Regions from separate parts of the Hordeum vulgare genome. Here region 2 is linked to region 1. A link is a contact called in public Hi-C data. All regions are on one chromosome and are shown on one strand. The core of a region is the stretch at or near the end of the contact, and the rest is flanking DNA. Distances in the headings are between cores, read along the strand shown.

Evidence for each region. Hi-C and Micro-C count contacts between places; a contact is called where the count stands out from the background.
Region 2: a Hi-C map of seedling shows a contact between it and region 1, with 4 times the contacts expected there. The contact joins the promoter of LOC123443210 here to the promoter of LOC123439658 in region 1. A contact is called at or near these places in 3 of 6 Hi-C or Micro-C datasets (leaf and seedling) and 1 of 1 datasets of contacts at active chromatin or transcription factors (embryo).

What each region holds. Positions count from the first base shown.
Region 1 is chr3H:122,531,151-122,538,381 of MorexV3_pseudomolecules_assembly, forward strand. It overlaps LOC123439658 (G-type lectin S-receptor-like serine/threonine-protein kinase At2g19130), which reads right to left and starts at 3,216. Exons shown (of 2, transcript XM_045116350.1): 1 at 783-3,216; 2 at 179-699. The coding sequence starts at 2,972. The coding sequence ends at 661.
Region 2 is chr3H:123,124,600-123,131,830 of MorexV3_pseudomolecules_assembly, forward strand. LOC123443210 reads left to right here and starts at 4,433. Exons shown (of 13, transcript XM_045119511.1): 1 at 4,433-5,352; 2 at 5,833-6,006; 3 at 6,105-6,238; 4 at 6,345-6,546; 5 at 6,628-6,866; 6 at 6,980-7,091; 7 at 7,215-7,231. The coding sequence starts at 5,319.

The sequences.
Region 1 (7,231 bases), core at 1,966-4,465:
GCTGCAACCGTTCACTAAAAAAGTTGCATACACATTCTCAGAGTTACAATCCGAGTTCACCGATTGTTTTGCTACAACCTTTTTTTTTGCTACCACGCATCATCAGCTTCTTTTTTTGCTACGATCACATTTATATTTTTTGGCTACAACTTTTTTGTTGCAACCGTTGAAAAAATTGTTGCATCATGAACAAAATTTATTGCATCGAAAAAAAATTGTTGCATGGGATCTAACGACGCGGCCCGCGTTCAGCTGGCCGATCGGGCGGCGCAGAGCGTTGCCCCATAGAAAATCAAGCAAAACTTGCCTAAATTAATGCAACTACAAAACGGACGCTGAACCATACCTGTGGGGGGAGATGTGTGTGGGAGATGTAAACTACCGTGGGCGTTATCTTTTTTTTCTCTCTAGCAGAGGGCTTGTAGTCTGGAATTGGAAACAGACCTGAACACAGATTCGGATTCAACAAATCTGGAATTGGAATTCTCTAGGAACCTCCTTCAAGAACCAGAATATACATCACTTTCATCACCCTCCATAAGGTCATGCAGCGAAGTTGGTTCATCACCCTCCATAAGGTCCTGAAGCGAAGTTGGTATTGGAGGCATATCAATGTCCACGACACCTTCCAACATGCGAACAATTTGCCCCATTGATGGCCTATCGTCCTCCTGATCCTGGATGCACCAGCAGGCGACCCTACAGAGGACATCCAGCTCCCTCACGTTAGCATCGCCTTCCAGCCTAGCATCCAGCAGGCACATAACCTCCCCTTCGTTCACCTGAGCAGCCGCGTAGAGAGGAAAATACCGATGGCTCCCAAACTGCATCATCTTGGTGCTCCTTCTCCCCGAGATGATCTCGAATAGCACAATGCCGAAGCTGTACACGTCGGCCTTCTTGGTGATGGGCAGCCCGGATAGCCACTCTGGTGCGAGGTATCCCATGGTTCCTCGCATGGTGGTCAGCGCGGAGTTGAATTCTCGTCCAAGCAGCTTCGCCATGCCGAAATCGGCAATCTTAGGGCAGAATTCCGCATCGAGCAGTATGTTCTCAGGTTTGATGTCGCAGTGTATGATGCAGTCCTTGCACTCTTCGTGTAGATAGGCCAGACCCTTGGCGATGCCTAGTGCAATTTGGTACCGAACATTCCAACTCAATGGGCCAGATTTCTCTGGAAAGAGATGAGTGTCCAAGGAGCCATTTGGCATGTACTCATAGACCAGCAACCTTCTGTCCCCCTTGACACAGAATCCCAATAGACGGACCAGCTTATTATGTTGGATCGCTCCAACTGTCTGCACCTCTGTTCTGAATTGCTTCTCTGCTTCCCCGAGGACTTTGAGATTCTTCACAGCGATGTCTGTTGATCCCGGCAGTGTTCCCCTGAAAACACTTCCGAATCCCCCCTGCCCGATTTTATCAGAGAAATTCATCGTCGCTTTCTTGATCTGTGCATAAGTGTAGGCCACAAGAGGGCCTTCTACTTCAAACTTCCTGGCGGCAAATGAATTCCTCCTGAATCTCCATAGCAGCACCGATATTATCAGTATCAAAGAAGCAAAGCATATCAATCCAGTGACCAGTAATGCAATTCCTCTTGTTTGTAAGCCATTCTTGTTCCTCAGCTTGGTGCCCAATCGGAGGTAGATCTTGCTGTACGGCGGCCTAGAAGCCAAGCTCAGATTATACAGTTTGTGGTACCAGAGCTTGCATCCATGGCCATACGAGTAGGCGATGCAGTAGCATTTGCTCCGGCAAGCCGCTCTGCAGACTTCATCGGTTCCGGCCATCTCTCCCTGGGCGTTGTAAGGAAGCCCTTGCAGCTTGTCCAATGGGGCGAAGGTGTCACCGTGCTCTGTCTGGCCGTCGGACTCGCAGCTCAGTGGGACAGACCTCGAGCAGCCGGTGACGAAGTACCCAAGCCCCCACTCAATCGGGAACGACGGCGTGAACCCGTCGACGCAGCCGCACTTCCCGCTGCTCGTGCAGGCGCCGAAGTCGCCGCAGAAGAACCCGCCGGATTTGCAATCGGGAGGGAAGGACCAGCGAGCGGCCCAACCGCCGGTGCCGTTTGCGTCGGGATCCGGCTCCGAGTACCGCATTAGGCTGACTTGCCCCAGATGGAACTGCAAGAACTCGGTACTGTTTGGGCCCTCCCTGTGACTCAGCCGCAGCGAGCTGCCATTGTCTTGAGAGGACACCATCCAGTCCGGGAAGGTACCGAGGTTGGCGTGCCCGTCGGTGGTCAGCACGAACCCGTTCCTGCGCGTCACGTCGACGCTGAGGCTGCCGTTGTGCGAGAAGCTCTTGAACGTCAGCGAGACGTTCTTCCCGGTGTCTTTGTCGAGCCCGAGCCTAGCTCCGGGGAGCAGCGCGTCGCCGGGGTAGTCGAAGCTCTGCCACAGGACCAGGGAGGAGTTCCTCTGGTCCCTCACCACCAGGTTGCCGTTGTCGAGGAGGACCGCCACGGCGGCGGACGACACATTGCCGCCCGGCGACGGCGTCCACCAGAGGCTGGCTCCATTCTGCTTGATGTAGAGACTGCCGCCGAAGATCTCCAGTGACGCGCCGGGCAGGTCGGTGATGACGACCCTGTTCCCGAGCCAGAAGGTAGGGCTGTGGCCCATGTTTCTGAGCCGGACACCCAAGAAGTAGTGGATGCCGGGGCCTGGGGAAAAGAAGCCCAGCTCGAAGCTGCCGGTCTTAGAGACCAGGGTCTCGTTACCGGAGATGCCCTCGCCGGGGAGGATGGTGTCCGTGGTGGCAGACGCGGCCAAGAGGGCGCCGTCAATGAGCAGGAGGAAGAGAAATACCAGCGGCGCCCGTTTGGCTGGGGAGAGGCCGGGGCTGAGCGAACGCGCTGCGCAGCCGCCACTGGTGTGCATAACCTTCAGAGGAACGAAGTGGGAACTTCCCCCAATCCTCCAGCCCGACCAGTGGCGACGGTGAACGCCCGTCGCCGCCGCCATTGGCGCGCCGCGGGCTCGTCTTGCTCTCAAGCTTTACTCCAGTTCAGCAAGCTTCAGAAATTCAGAGCTACTAGTTTGCAGTTCAGGTTGGCTCATTCGTTTGCGGTGAAAATATCACCTCCGTCCTGCACTCGGCCATGTCACGTTTAATCACTTCCCTTCACAGAATCACAGTTCAGCTTTTGTCTTTTTTGTTTGTGTGTGCGCCCGCTGTAGTGGACGGTGAAATTATGTGGAAATCGGCTTATCTTTCTTGTTATAACTAGATCTGGCCAAACGAGCCATATAAATCCGGCCGGCCCGACAGACATGCCTGGCACGACACGGGCCCGGTCCAACACGGCCTAATCGTATTTGGGCCCAGCACGAAGCACACTTCGGGTTGTGTTTGGATCTGAAAGGATGGACACGCGGCACGGCACAGTCTGTTTATTTTTTTTATACATTTTTAGATTTTTTAGTATATATATATACATAACATATGATTCAATAGGCTCAAAAATAAGCCCATGAGGTTAAAAATATGTGGCCCAGCGTGCTAATCGGGTCATCATGTCGGCCCATTTAATAACCGGGCCGTGCCTGGGCTTGAAGGCGCAGCCCACGGGCCGGCACGGCACGGCCCGACTAATAAACGTGCCTGGGCGGGTCGTGCCGTGCCAGGCCCGATTACAACGGGTCGTGTCGGGTCGTGTCGTGTCGGTCCGTTTGGCCAGGTATGGTTATAACTGACATGATATAGTTCTTGACAAGTTTGAATTGCAGCCGCATTGCGAAAGCCTTTGACAGTCTCGTGGTCTTTTCTGTTTAACGGATACGCCCCGGTCCGCCGATTGAAATTTTGGTCGGTCGCATCGTAGCCAACCGATTCACCTTGCGTGCATCGTTGGATTTGGTCCTTCCTTCCATGGCATTTTCTTTCCCACGCGGCTCAAGAGAAAAGATACGCACCCGCCATTGCGTAGCACCGTCCCACGACGCGGTCATTATGGGTGTGTTTGGTAGCCTGCACCAAGGGCGCATGAGGGCAACAGTTTCCTTCTCAACCCACTTTTGTCTGTTTGATAGGGTGGATGAGCACTACTCAACATGGTTCATGTGATGCAAAAAGGCCCCGTAGCATGGCTCCCGAGCGAACGGAAGATCACGTGTTCGTTGCTCAGCGTGGCTCCTGAGGCCCATCACATCTGTTCCCTCCTCGACCCACCACGCCCGAATGACCTCTCCACCCCCTCGAAAAACTGACCTAATCCAGCCTCTCGTCCCTCTCCCTGCTCCCGCGACGCACCGCCACACCTGTTCCAGCGACGCGTTCCCGCCCTGCTCGCCCTCTCGTTGTCCGCCTCGCCTTTTCCCGCGATGCGCCTCCATCCTGCTCGCCCCCGGCCGCCGCCTCTCCTGCTCTGCCCCGGTCGCGCAGCCTCCCCTGCTCTCCCCCGGTCGCGCCGCCTCCCCTGCTCTCCCCTGCTCTTATCATCGGTAGTACCGCTCCTAGGAGTGGTAGTACTGCTCTGTCTCGTGTAGAGGGGGTGGGTAACGGGCAGATTTTTTCCCCCACTATACAAAGGGTTTCTTCTTCCCTGAGAACCCTACCTTTTGCCCCCAAAGCTCCATTGTTGCTCCAAGCTCCATTTTAGCCCGATCTCTCTCCCTATCCAACAAAACTTGTTGATATTCTAGGGTTTGGTTGAGAGGGCCTTGATCTACACTTCCACCAAGAGAAATTTGATTCCCCCACCTAATCCCTCACGGATCTTGTTACTCTTGGGTGTTTGAGCACCATAGACGGTTGAGGTCACCTCGAAGCCATATTCCATTGTGGCGAAGCTTCGTGGTCTTGTTGGGAGCCTCCAATTAAGTTGTGGAGATTTTCCTAACCTTGTTTGTAAAGGTTTGACCGCCGTCTTCAAGGCACCACTTAGTGGAATCATGGTACCTCGCATTGTGTGAGTGCGTGAGGAGAATATGGTGGCCTTAGTGCCATCTTGGGGAGCATTGTGCCTCCACACCGCTCTAACGGAGACGTACTTCCCCTCAAAGGGAAGGAACTTCGGAAACACATCCTCGTATTCATCGGTTCCACTTGTGGTTATTTCTTACCTTTACTTGTATTTACTTCTTTCTTCTTATTGTTGTTGTTAGCATCCTATAGGTTGCTCCCTTAGTTGCATATCTAGACAAGCTATTTATTGCTAAACCTAATTTGTTAAAAGAAAAATTTAAAATTTGTTAGTTGCCTATACAACCCCCTCTAGTCAACCATATAGACCATGTCACTTGACCATGTTCTTCATCACCTTCTGACCCCGCTCATGCCTGATGGATAGTTCCTATAAAAGGTTCGCTCCAAACGAGCTGGCCTCTTCTTCGGGATGCCCAGTTAGGAGAGCTACCAAGAGACGTGGTATGTTTGTTAGTTCGATATAATATGTATACGGAACTACAAGCTTAGAATACATCTTACCGAACATGCCACCTTTCAATCTCTAGTTCTCTTCGCGGGCGTGTGCCAGTTGAGTTTTTAAACTCTCAATTTCTCCAGCGTGTCATTGGTTTTTCGCATGGAGTATTTCTTTTCATGAAGATTCTGGAATAATACCCGATGGCCGGCCTCCTATTGTGATTCGGCATATGTTTGTGATTCTCTCGCCACATCCAGATCTTTTTGTAGCTCGCCTATAGACTCGGCTGCTATAAAGCAAACTTTCATTAGAAAAGGATGCCTTGCGCAATTATGTATTATTCAAACTTATTACCCACCATGTGCTTCCCTGGTGAATTTCTTCACTTCCCCCAGTTCGGCCTTTGCAGCCTCCAGCTGTGTTTGGTTTATCTCAAGGTCCCCGAGCAATTTCTTATTTTGATCCCTCGAGGCCTACAAAATGTCACAACAAGTTTATTTAGACCCTTAACTCAGTTTTCCTGACCAAGTTAAGGCTTGGGGGCTACAATGTTATGCTTTATGTTGGGTTGTGAAAATCAATCACTTACGTGCAAACGGTTGACATAAGGTTAGTAACTCCTACAAGTCCTGCTCGGGCAGCTATGAGATATGCATCTACAAAATTAAGAGCATTAAACTTATGTCCAGATAATTTATAGTGACGCAGGAACTCCTTTCGTCGTCGGTGATTCATCACGCTTTCGACTTCAGAATTGGTGACTGAGTCTTCCTCGGAATCCTCTGGAAGCTCGTCTGCACTCGGAACCTCCGCATTACCTCTAGCTTTTGTTGAGTTTCTTTGTTTGTGGGCACCACCTTGTACCCTTTCGATGTCTTCGGACGAAAGTGGCTGAGTCCGGTTCCTACAGAGCCCGGCAAAAATTACGAATGCCCACAAGCGGCTGTAACGATATCTAAATTATGAGTTCATTTTATTACCTCTTGGAGGGGGCGCAGTCGAGGTAGTCCCTGTGGCACTTCTCTTGCCGGTGTTTGGCGCGTGGTGCGACAATAGTTGGGAGTAGAAGCCAGCGTATCCAAAACAACTGGAGACGAGTGATGACCCACAAGTACAGGGGACCAACCGTAGTCCTTTCAATAAGTAAGAGTGTCGAACCCAACAAGGAGCAGAAGGAAATGACAAGCGTTTTTTAGCAAGGGATTTTGTGCATGTGTTGTAAATGACAATGATAGATAGTTTTGTAGGAAGATAATGAATAACAAGTTACAAGTAACGATAGTAGAAGATGTGAAACAAGGTAGCCCAATCATTTTTGTAGAAAAGTACATCCCTCAAAGTACTGTTATATTAAGCAAGCACTCCCGAGGACGCATGGGAATTCCTATCTAGTCACATTCAACATATTGAGTTGAATCTCGTTCGCTACTTTGATAATTTGATATGTGGGTGGACCGGTGCTAAGGTGATGTTCTTACTTAAGGAAACAACCAACTTATGATGTTCTTACTTAAGGAACTCCAAGCATCGCTTCGTCGTTCCACCCCCGATCCATTCGGGGACTAATGATGGGGTTATAGTCCTAGGGTAGGGTCATAGGCCTGCCCTATAGGTCCTACCCAAGGACTACCCTTCATAAGAGACAAGGCCCTTAGTCAGTTCCGACTGAATTAAGGACTTCCCATCATCCAGTCGGTGACGATTCCTCCATCATCCAGTCGGAGATGAGCATTTGGAGCGTATCAAACTTACCGACTCGATTCCACTCTGTACATCGTAACCCCCCTGGAGGGCAACGGTCATACGTTTCCGTGTACCTTTATTAGAATTTAAGGCATACGTTACCTGTAACGTAGG
Region 2 (7,231 bases), core at 3,183-5,682, 590 kb after region 1:
TGCCGGTTCTCGCTTATCCGTTCTGAGCCCGACCACACACGCACTCGCCCGCGGCATCGTCAAATCTTGTTTTCAAAAGTGTGCGTAAAAGTTTCTCTCATTGGGGTGAGATTTGACGTGCGGTATTATTTTAATATAGGTAGGTCGCCTGTCAAATTTCGTCGCGATCGGAGTTCGTCTGGTACCCGAACGGTCGACGGTAGCGGCACCGTATTCGGTCTACCGTCGAACGTTTGTCGGTGTTTCAAATCACGTTGCCGCGCCGCCCGTTTTCCCTCTCTTCTCCGGTAAACCACTCTACACAGCCACTTGTCCATCCCGCGTTCGGAATTACTCGAATCCGACCGCGCGGTTGGATCCGGGTCGAAATTTCGCTAAACCTAGCCCTCCTTTCCTATTTAAACACACCCCCTTCCATTTTAGGTCTCCCCTAACCCTGCCTCGAAAAGCGTGCAATTCCCGAAACCCTAGCAGCCATCTCTCTCCTCCCAGATCTTATCCAGCCCAGGGCATCGATCTGGACCGTCGGATCTCTGATCCAATGGCGCCTCCCGCAGCTCCAGCCGAGCTCATCCCCGCCGCCAGCTCCATCTGGAACCCCCTGCCGCGCAGCCCCAAGCTCCCCGTGCCGTGCCTCCGGTCAACCTCGGCTGCCGGTGCGCCGCTGCCGCCCGCCGGAGTAGGCATGCCCCCGGTCGGGTCCAGCCCCGCGTGCAGGCAGCCGCTGGGCGCGCGCACCAGCCCCTGCCTCGCCTCCTGTGTGCGCCGCCCCGTGCCGGAGAACCGTCGCCAGCCGCCGCCGCCGGAATCGGGTGTCGCCGCCCCGGATCCATCCGCCGCCGCCGCTCCTCGACCTCCGGGGCAGCGCCTCGTCCTGCTTCCCAAGCTCGCCGTCGGCCGCCGCTAGGCCGTGTCCTCGGGCACGACGAGGAGGTCGACGCTCGTTGCGGCGCTACCAACCGCCTCGGCCCAATCGCCCGACCAGGCCTGCCCCTTTGCCTCGCGTGGGCCTCGGCCTCCGACCGACCCAGCTCCTCTAGCCGGCCCAAGTCTCGGTCTCCTCTCCCCAGGCCCGAAGGTGAGAGTGCCCTGGCCCCCCTTTGTTGCGCCCCCAACGTAGTTTTACTATTATGCGCTCGTTGCGAGTAGGCCCAACTGTTGTAGAATTCGGTCCAATAGGTTTTTATTTTAGAGTTTTTGAATTAGTTATTCCAGGATTTTTATAGATATTAAAACGACCGTAGTTTCTATTCCGTAAGTCGGATCGCGATGAGTTGTATATGGTTTTGGCGTAGAATTTCGCGTAGAATACGATTATCCAACTTGCATAATTGTTTGACATCGTTTAGCGTGTCGTATGCCTAGAAACACATGTTGTCCTATTATGTTTGCGTCCCGTATTATTTTTCGCGCGTGTCCGGATTGCTCGAATGCCTTAGGTAAAATGTTCATGTTTTAGGAACCACCTTTCTATGCATTTTAGAGTAGACGTTGATATTTTTGCGTGTAGGGATTTGCCGCTAGTGTATTGTTCGTGTTTAGGACATTATCTCGCATTTACGTGTGGCGATATTTTTGTGTTGCAACCCCACATGTTTTATATGTTTTAGTTTTAGCTTTTGAGCAAGTTAGTTCGTGCGATATTTTGCTATGTTGCCCTCTTCTCTATTTCGTAGGATTTAATCCGTGCTTCGTTTGAAGGAGGTGTCAACTAGAGAGTTGCCCTTTGATGTTTATTCTAGCCCCTCGTATTTTCGGTTGCAATAGAAATGCGTGTTTAGGTGTGGTTTGCTTGCTCTCAAGTTGCTAGAAATAGTGATGTTTTAGAGATGCTGAAATATTTCTAAGTCTGGAATCTGTTATATTTTGTTGTTGTCTTGTCTTGCTTCTATCTTGTGATCTGTAGCTTATTTGAGGTTGGTGCAATGGAGTTAGTTGTAGAACTTGTGATTCTCTAGCATGCTGTGAATTTTCATGCCATTTGGAGTCCTGTAGCTTATGATTTTGCTGCTGTCAATATGGCTTCAGATCGAAAACTGCACTTTCATGAAGTGTATTTTTCACTAAGTCTGAAACTGTGTGTGAGAAGCCATTTTATGACTTCTTTTCCTAGTGATCCATGATGTCATGCTAGTTGTTGTTAGTTGTTTGTTGTAGTGCTTCTTGCCCTCTTTCGTGTCATGTCTTGGTTGAGTATATTGGAGTTGAGTAGCTCGTAGTTATGGGGCGTAGAAGATGCTATGTGGCTGACTTTGGCAGATTGTAGTGAATTTTTGTTGTGCTCGTAGGTTTTGATCCGTAGGTCCTATTTGATCGTATCCTATATGAAACTTGCTTATAATCTCGTGTAGTTTCATTTTCTCTTGCTGGTTGTGTGTTTTGAAGTGCTCTTGACCGTCGTTACACACATATTGCATTCATGCCATCATATCTTGCGGTGCTTGTATCTTTTGAACCGTAGCTGCGTTGGAGATGTTCTTCATGTGTAGATTGTTTGAAATGACGCGTAGAATCACGTGAACTTATTTGCTTTGCTGTTTAACAAATAATTAAATGTGTTAGTTCAGATCTGGACAGAATTGTAAATTAACATGTGAGGTCGTCTCGGAGATGCTATATGTCATTTCCGACCTCATTTAAAATGCCTAGATAGGTAGTTTAATTACGCTTCACCTCTTGCCATGTTTAACCACATTTAATATTGTTGTGTATCTAATCGGGGTAGACCTAAATAATTAACGTGGAGTTTCGTCAATGTGCAACTCGTTGCATATTGAACTTCACTTAATGTGTAGTGTCTGTTTGTGTGAATTGTCATGCCGTGACTTGCATGTATTCAGCTGCTCATGCATCATTTGTGTTGTGCACCGTGTGGTGAATTCCATGTGTTGATTTGTGTTTCCGGTTTACTGTGGTTACTTCAGGATTTTGATGTTTCTGTCACTACAGCTACTCTGCTATTATCTGAGAGTACATGTACTATTAGCATTGCGCGCGACTCTTTGAAGCACGAGCTCACCAAGCATATTGGTGTTGATGTTATCTATGTGCGCATTGTTATGCAGGATCGGGTTATTGCTCTTCAGTATGTGCCTTCCGATTAAAGTTGGTGGATTTCCCGACGAAGGCCGAGACTAGAGCCCAACATCGCTTCTATCTTTTCAAACTTAGTGTTGTTAATCCATCATGAGTTAAAGGAGGGGTTGTTAGAGTACTATTTATATAGTCATGTAGCCTTTCATATTTACCTGCATTATATAAGTGGTTTCCTGCAATATTCTACACTTGTACATGTATGTATATATTGGCCTATGGCCTACTGGAAATACAAGTTACAGATTTCCTAACAATTTAGATTGAACCGACGAGCGGTGGGTGACCTGCAGCGGTTCGCAAGCAAGGTGAGATGCGGCGGCTGCTAGAAAGAGAAGAAACTCGAAAGAAATCGGATAAATCAGCAATGGCGACGATGGCGGCGGCATTTCACCTTGATTCCGACGACGACGATGGGGGTCGAATGGGCTGGCCGACGGGCAGGACGGAGACGGAGGGCAAGGGATGGAACGAGGTAGCGGCGGGGTAGGCGGGGGATCGGCGAGAGGCGCGTCGAGAAGATGCAGCAGCGGCACGAACGCGAAAGAGAGGCGCATCGTTGTACTTGGCCGCCAATTGGTGAAGTAAAAATAGAAAGACTTTTGGGACCGGAGTAAATACATACTCCACTAACGGCAGATTGGGGATCGACTAGGCATATGTTAGTGGAGGGATCGGTTAGAAATGCCCTTACCCGGGGCACTCGTTTATCCTCGCTCCGCTGCCGGCCTTCACCAATTTAAACGTTCCTCTCTTAAAAAAGATTGAATTGACCTTCATCAAGCCCCTTCAAAATAATTAATCGGTAGGCTTAGCATATATAATTTTTTTTAGAAATTTAATATAAACTATATACGAATGTATATAAATGTATTTTAAAGTGTAGATCCATTTCATATTTGAATTTTTTAAAAAACTTATATTTAAAAACGAAGGAAGTACTTTTTTGGAGTACTGATATTTTATGGAGCAACTGTTGCCGAACATCTTGATCGGTAATTTAAGTAGCTTATATACTACTACAATATGAAGAGGGGAATAGGTGAGGAGAAGAGTAGAAAAGGGAATTAGCTCACCTGCAATGTGGTTATTATGTGATGGCAGGTGGTGCATGTGCGCAGACAGATCTTAGCCCCAGTGCAGGTTGATTCCCACTCATTTTGTTTCTTACCTCAGCTGCTTCCTTCAGAGCTTGCAGTAGTTCTTTAGTATTAACAGCGCATACAGATGTTCCTTGTTCCTTTCAGCATGTGGGGCGCCTCTCTGTACCTGTGCCCTCTTCCTTCATCAGTATTATCAGCTTATTATCACACCAGATGGTAATTTACACTCGGATTGCCAGTGATTCCCATCATCATCATCATCCCCAATCACTGACCGATACCATATCCTCAGTCACTGGCTCATATCACAGGGCAGTCGTCGAGCACCTCCATGACTGGCTGATTGCTGAGGTTTTGTCCACAGCAGTTGTTGACATCCACCAAAGTATCAGCCAGCCCCTGCCCGTTTCTTTCAGCTAAACTCTTAACTGTTGTTCGCTCTCGCGCGTTAGAGATTTCACGAGACAGAGACAGCGAGAGAGAATCCAAGCGTGTAGCTAAGCCTCGCAGTCGCAGCCAATCCACGAGATCAGGGAAGGCAAAAAAAACTAGGCTAGTAGAAACGGTCTGGTCCTCATGTGCATCATCCCCTCTCCTCCGCCCCGGAACAAAAACCCCTGGCCTCGCGGCCACGATCACATGCCGTTGCCGCTTGCCGGTTTGTGCTTGCCTTAATTGGCCGCGCGCGGCCCCTCCATCCCCTCCCCCGCCTCCATACCTCAGCACTGCTCACTGCCAGTGCCAGTATATCCAGGGGGAGCGTTAATACAGTAGCTAGCTATAGGCAGCGCGCCGTTCCCCGAGCCAGCCACACATGCACACTGCGCTGGGCATTCACTCCGCTGCCCGCTGCCCGCTGCCCTCTCCCTCCTCACGCACGCATTCAGCACTGTGCATCTGCAACAGCTAGTAGCTGACTGACCCTGGGACTGGGAAGGATCCATCCATGGTGTGGAAGAGCTGGGGACGGCGGCTGCTGCTGAGCGCCGTGGTGCTCCTCTGCTCGGGCGCGGCGGTCGCTGCTGCTGCTGGCGACGTCTCCCTCAGCTTGACGAGCGCGCCGCCGCGCATCTCGACGTCGGCGTCGGCGGTGTTCGCCTTCCGCGCCGTGCAGAGCAGCGGATGGACCTGCGGGGACTGCGCCATCACCTGCAAGGTAAGGAAGCTCCATCTTTCGAATTTTCAACGCATTCCGTTTTTCAAATGTTGGTGCTCATTTGGTCAGGTTCAGTCCAAGTACATCCTTACTTCCGGACAATTCTAGTTTACAGTTAGAGTAGTACAGTAAGTAGTTAAGAACCAAGGCATGAAGTTGGCCTTGAATTAAACTGTACGAGATGCTTGAATGGTTCTACAGAGCGATTCATTACTACCGGTACAGTAATTATCAGGGGTCAAAAATAACAATAATTTAAAAGTTGTGTCTGACATTAGGGTGTCTTCTCGAATTTCGCTGCCACATGAAGGACTTTTATTTAAGAGATGACAACAAACAAAGAAGCATTGGCATCGGCAGAAAAACAGAACCAAATAGATTCCACATGTCCGCACAATATAGTTAAGCAAACAGTACTCAGTCGAACCTGAGTAGGAGCACCCCGGAAGAGCTGTGGTAAAACTGTTAATTTACACGCAGTTGGACGGCGAAAGACGATCGGACTGCGGGGGGAACGGAAATGGGACGGAGGTGGTGAGCTTTGCCGGGCTCAAGGACGGGAACCACACATTCGCAGCGTGCGCGACGCCGAGATCAGGATCAGGAAGCAGCGCCGGCCCAACCTGCGCCACCTACGCCTGGGATGTTGGTTAAGTAACGCTTCCATCAATCAAAATTCAAACCCAACCTCAACCTTAGCTGCAAAATCAGTCTCCACTGACCGTGCGACCACGACGAATGTGCACATGCAGACACCGTTCCTCCGACGGCGACGGTGGCGGCGGAGTCGGCGTTCACGAGCGCGCCCAACGTCTCGGTGCTCGTCTCCCTCAGCGAGCCGTGCCCGGGCGGCGGCGGCTTCACCTGCAACGCCACCTACTGCGACGTACGTGTGTGTGTGTGACAGACAATCGGCTTGGTATGGTACCACTCTCATCAAACGAACAAGAGTATCTCTGGTCTCATCGAACGAATCTGCACGGCAACTGCAGCTCATCGTGTACGGGCCCGGCCGCGTGGAGCCGTCCACCATGGAGGCCGTCGTGCCCGGCCTGCGCTACTCCGTCGCCGTGTCGCCGTCGCCGGACGTGGATTACGGCCGCATGATCCTGGTGATGCGCAGGGGGTTCTGCACCGACGTCGCCGGCCACCGCTTCCGGCGGAGCTCCAACTCGAGCTTCACTCTCCGCTTCGGTACGTACCCTCGTCCCAACTTTTGTTCATACTCCTACATTGCATGCAACGCACTGATCTGAACCCGAAACTTGATGATAGACAAAAGGAGTGATTCCATGAACATCACCGCCAGCATCCCGGAGAAGCTGCTGCAGATCCAGGGCGCCACGAGGGTGGTGGAGGCGACCAACGACGACAGGGAGCTGAGGATATACTTGTCCTTTGCCGAGCCGGTGATGAACTCGTCCGCCGAGATCCTCGCCGCTCTCGCCGTGACCGGCGCCGTGCTCACGCCGACCAACAGGAGCACGCTCGGCAACCGTCGGTTCGGTTTCGTCGTAAGCTTCGCTGTCCTTCTCTCCCTGTCCATCTTACTGCTAATGATTAGATTTAGCTAGGTGCTTGATTCGATTCATGCATACGCCTGAATGTTAACTAAGTTTGTGTGCAGGTGAACAAGATATCGAGCACCGCTGTTGTGACTGTTGCATGTGATACGAGTTCCGTAATCAGCAGACAGGGGACCCCGGTTTACTCATCACAACCACTCACGTTCCTATATGGTATTTATTCCCATTCCTCTTCCTGCTCCATCACTTTGATTTTGAACGCATGCCAGTGCCACCATGCTCAGTTTTGATGATTTTTGCCTCTTCTGCGTGCTTGATGGATGGCGCTGCTGACAGATACGCGACGGCCTTCT